Linked DNA regions of Gossypium hirsutum: region 1 is linked to region 2. A link is a contact called in public Hi-C data. All regions are on one chromosome and are shown on one strand. Each heading gives the region's core, a stretch centred on a gene start, on an enhancer-like site or on the middle of the called end of the contact. The rest is flanking DNA. Distances are from core to core; before and after follow the strand shown.

Region 1 (2,700 bases), core at 105-2,604, 41 kb before region 2:
AGTTGAGAGGGAGATTAGAGGTGGACAAGCATTTTGATCTCAAGCGAGGTTCTGCCATTTTGGATAACAACATGGTGCAAGATGGAGAACTTTGTGGCTCTGATTGGCCCATACAAGATTTACATGCGTATAAAACTAATGCTTGACATCTACAATACAGCTGATACCGCACGCCACTATCACCAACAAATAATTACTACCCACTAATTTTATATGGATCATGTGATTGGAAATGCAGCTCAAAAAATGTATTATATTCTGGATCTGGAGGGATATTGCATGCAAGCAACGGACCAAAAGGAAGTGAAGAAAATAAAAGAAAATTGCAACTTGATGGAGGTTAGCTTGCCGCTATTGATGAGAAGAATTCCGATATGGATGACATGACTCAAAAGAATATTCCTTCAAACCTTTTACAACAGAAGACTGAAATCAATTTAAAATAGCCGTCAGAATGCATGTTTTGTTTTTAACCACAATGAACATGTTTTTAACCAAAAGTGCAACTCCTCGCTCCTATTAGACCGAGTATAATAGAGGTTCGTGTATTAAGAGTTAGATTATATTTTATTTTTTTTACTTAAAAAATGAGTCAATTAGTCCATGTACATTAAATTAAAGAGCAAATATGTTATTTTGTTAAAAATTCCATCAATTTATGCTTTTGAAAATTGGTCTCTGTATGTCAGTATTGAAGTACACATGGCACGTTACATATTAATATCTAATTATTCTGTCAATCACGCCAGTTTTTAACAGTATAAATAGATAAAATTTTTAACAGAAAGGATTAATTTACTTTTTAATCTAATGTACAAGAACTAATTTACTCATTTTTTAAGTAGAGAAGGCAAAATGTAATTTGACTTTTAATATAATGACCTTCATAGTAGTTTTAGTTTCCATGGTTGATATGCTTGTATACTTGCCTTCCAATAAACTTCTTTTTAATAAATTAAACATGTTATAAATTTTGGATTCAAATCTTGAACTGATTAGATATCAAACATTAAACTAAGCTGAGATTATTATTTAATACAATTTAAATTAATTATATATGAAGATGGATGTGAGTTCAAACATGCATTAAATAGAATATTGATAGTGGAAGGGAAGAGGGTGAAAAGAGAGGAAAGGGCCCATGGGAGGTAGGAAGGGATTTTCATTTGTTTGATGAAGCAAGTGGGATGCAATGGCCGGTGGGTTTGGTTTGAATCAGTTTTCCAGTGGTGTCAGTGTTGCATTTTTAATAAGTGTGAAGTCAAAAACCCTGTGGCACGTGCAGGTCACATGGAGGAAATGAGAAATGCTGGGTATTACAGGTTATTCATTTTCTTTTGATGTTGTTGTTGTGTATAGGAGTTGTCCAAGGTTTTTGAGTTGATAGTCAACTTTCTTGACCCTACTGAACAATCATTATTATTCTTGTCAACTTCACTTTGTTTATGAAATTCCCAATATATAATGTCTTTTATATAGTGGTAGGTCTGAATAGAATAGTTTTATTGTTGATAGAGAGGGATCTTTTTCTCAATAGATTCAACTTTCATAATTAGAACCCAGATATGAAATAAAAGTAAAATAAGTGGTATTTGTTTAACCTGTTCAATCCCATTCAATTAAGGTATCTGCAAAATTATTCCTATATAAATGTTCACAAAATTTGAATGATTATATTTCACTTTTTATGTTCCAAAAAAAAGGATAAAATAATATTTTAAGTTATCAACTTGAACATTAAAAAAAAAATTTGGCTTAACATGGCAGTTTACGTGGTGGTTTTAGCATGTTTTATTGTTGACATATTATTTATTCGTCTTATATGTAATGTTAGTAAATATATTTAATTTTATTAAAAAATTAAATATTATAATAAAAATTTATTAAAAAAATTAAAATCTTCGTATTTTAAAATTAAAGTACATTAAAAAATATAAAAAAATCTACAAATTTCAACAATTGTTAAAAATACAAATTTAAAAAAAAAGTTAAAACCTCTTCAAAATTTTCAATGCTTCTATGATAAACAAGTTGCAGTGTTGGTTGAATTGGACCGGACAGGATTGATTGGTCGAAACGGGAACTACCGAGATACCAGTTTGGAGATTTACTTTAAACCGGTTAGATTGAGAATCGGTACGAACTGGTTGAACTGGTGTTTTTGAAATTTTTTTGAATTTTCAATATTTTTTAGTTGGATTGGTCGGACCAACAAATCGTTGGCCTAACTGATTTGACCATTAGTTTGGTTTTAAAAAAACATTGAGAAGTTGGCCTGCTTCCTAATTAAAATCTGTCTTTTTTTATATGAAAAATCACTATTAAAATGTAAATATAAGTACATGTTTGATCAACTACAATGTGGAATTAAACCAATACAAAGCATAGTGGAAGGAGTATCGAAAAGAATTGAACAAAACCTACATATAGTATACGTACATGATGGAACCAAGACCCACATATCACAATTGTACATGATGAGACTCATATCTAAATATTCAATGATTTAAGACCTTTTCCTTAACCAATAAGCCAAGGCTTCATTGGTGATATTAAATCTTTCATTTAATCTTTGTTTTCTGAAGCTTTATTTTTTTTTTCAATTTAGCAACATTGGTTTAGTTTCTAATATAGAAGCCCAATGAATCAAAACAAAAAGGATTTTTTTTCTTCTGATTGTGCACGTGGTATTATGAGAAC
Region 2 (2,700 bases), core at 162-2,661:
GATTGTGGGAATATGGTTCTGATTGTATTTGTGGGTTTTTCCCATGTTAGGTTTTGTTAACAAACATGGCAATTGACTGCTTATTTTGTTATTAATAAAAGTTTTATTCTACGGGAAAAAAAAACAACAAATAAAGGTTATATTTGCGGCCATTAACATAAGAGCTAAATAATCCATAAGAGAAGAACAATTCAACATTATCAACTTTGACACACTTGTTGTTACCCGTAATGTTGTTCAAATGATTGGAGTACTCATGTTCCTCATGTTCTCTTTTAAAGTACGATAAAAAGGTAGACTGCTGTTGGATTGAAAATATCCAGACAATTGCGTGTGATTTCAGGAGACTCTTTGTTTGATTGCTGCTATACAAGTTTCTGCTATATATATGTATGATATATCAGGTGATGAGAAAGGACTTTTCTTTGGTTAATATGCTAGGGCTTTGGTAAGGAAATTTCTAGGGTCTAACATAATCATGATATCTTTGTATCTTTTTCAAGTTTGAGATCATTTTTAAGGTTTGAATTTGAGTTTATTTCATAGCAATATAATATATTTTATCATTACCATTATACGTAACATTTGTTAATTTTTGATAAAGATATAAACCTCAGAACTGTGGCTTACCAGTGCCTCTCTAGAGTTCTAATCCGTTTTAGGGTCTAACATATAGACCTCACAACTGTAACTTTTCATGATTGAAACATTCCTGATCTTCTCACAATAAAGAAAGTCGGCAATACCCTTTACTTTCACCAAAATTGACAGTTGAAAAGCATAAAGAACTACCACTTTGCGGTGTATGATAGATATAATCCTTTATGCACCTTTGCAACATTCTTTTCATGTCAAAAAAAGGTCACATATCGCAATTCATTTCAGTGTTAAATCCTTTAACCCCACTCTCTTTTGGCTCTTTTTCAGGAAAACCTTTGCTTTCTCTTTTTTTGGATCGGTTGTAATAATATTAATGTTTTCAACTCAATAGTTTCCTAAATCAGCTATGGTATATACGTAGAAATTTAAGCTTGCCTTTAGTAAAATACAATACATTAAATTGGATGTGTGGTATGGGGATGTGGGGCATCAAAGGCACTAAAAAAGCGTAGGCCAGGGTGCTGTTGTTCAAAACGTTCACTACCACATAGAATAGGTGAGATGATTGAAGGTGTGATTTTGCATGTTGCAGATTCCATTTTTCCTCTTTAACCCTCTTCAATCACCATCACCTTTTTACAATTTTCCTTATATTTTCTCAAAAAATATCTGCTAATAACAAAAAGAAAAAGCTATGTTTTTAATCAGTGCCAGAACCTTCCACCACACAAAAAAAATGCGATAAACCTAATCCCTTAACATAGAAATATAATAATATATATCTATAAAATAAGACTCGTAATCTGTCTTATTTACTTAGTGGAGAGCCACTTTTTAGTTTTTTAACTTCAACATTGTTTGTTACACTTGTAATCTTCTTGCCTATAAAAAGGGAAGCTAATTTCCAAGACTTCCAAGTTGCGAATTTAAGCAACCATAGAAAGACAAAGGCATTTATTACAACCTTACTCTCCTTTTCCTGTCTTTCTTTTTCAGTATTGTGGTGCTCCTTCCTTTCTTTAACAGCTACAATATTCAGAAACATGGTGGGTTTTTGGTTTCCATGCACACTATATATGAACAATGGCTGACAACCCATTTTCCTTCTTTGTTTTGTGAACATGATCATTTGGTTCAATGCTTCTAAAATATTTTGTTGATGGGCTGATCAGGAAGGGAAAATGAGTTGGACGGTGGCGGATGCGGTGGACTACAAGGGTTTCCCGGCTGACAGATCCAAAACTGGTGGTTGGATGCCAGCTGCACTCATTCTAGGTTTGCTCCTTATTTACACCATCCGCCATTGAACTTTGTTTCACCATCATTACTTGAGCTGGTTTGAGATGAACTTAAGACAGCTTTACACATTTTGGCTTACCACTATTTTGCTGGACAAGCATTCAGCATTCCATGTGACATCATATTATCATATAGAATCTCTGTTACTAGTGTTGGATACATAAATACGTCCAACACAAGTATGTTTATAGCTTATATTTAGATATTCATTAAATATTAGTGTTACAAATGAGTATTTCAAGAAAAAAGTAAAAATAAATTGAGAGTAAATATTGCTGGTGAATGTGTGAAAGGGGATGGTGATATTCCATCAAAGCAACAGGCGGTTAGTTCATGCAAAGGTGTTGGGGCTCTTAAGTCTATATATATATATATTTGGTACAATAAGTCTAAAATTTTTGAACTGGAGAATTAAGCACAAAAATTTACTAGCAAATTCAGCACTAATACATGAAAGCCTTCGACAAGTAAGAGAAAAACTTAATGCTAGTCCTCAAAACATGGGAAAACAAATTAGACACCTGGCTCTATCAGACACTTACCAAAATTTGAGTTACACAGATGGGACCCATCAGAGCTGCAATTCATAAATACTTACAATGAGGATAAAATTCATGTCATTTTCTGTTTGGATTATGGGATAAGGAAGATATTCTATATATCTAGTCCCAATCATGCAGGAAAGTAATGACTGAGGGCAATGTCTTCGACCCAAATTTACTTTTTGTTGGGTTTTGTGAATTTAATCTTCACTTTTAGATTTTTGAAATTTTAGACTTCTTCATACTAATTCATTAATTA

The links. Hi-C and Micro-C count contacts between places; a contact is called where the count stands out from the background.
Region 1: a Hi-C map of leaf shows a contact between it and region 2, with 2.5 times the contacts expected there. The contact joins the enhancer-like site here to the promoter of LOC107962624 in region 2. A contact is called at or near these places in 13 of 34 Hi-C or Micro-C datasets (anther, cotyledon, fibers and 1 more).

What each region holds. Positions count from the first base shown.
Region 1 is chrA06:10,853,460-10,856,159 of Gossypium_hirsutum_v2.1, reverse strand. No RefSeq gene overlaps it. Among protein-coding and RNA genes, the nearest start is that of LOC121231510, 13 kb to the right of the region's middle. Within about 2 kb of position 1,354, at least 3 of the 9 cell types and tissues checked have an H3K27ac peak or open chromatin away from gene starts, as enhancers often do. A contact at or near this core is called in leaf, where this site is marked.
Region 2 is chrA06:10,812,059-10,814,758 of Gossypium_hirsutum_v2.1, reverse strand. It overlaps LOC107962624 (protein NRT1/ PTR FAMILY 6.2), which reads left to right and starts at 1,411. Exons shown (of 6, transcript XM_016899079.2): 1 at 1,411-1,646; 2 at 1,773-1,875. The coding sequence starts at 1,644.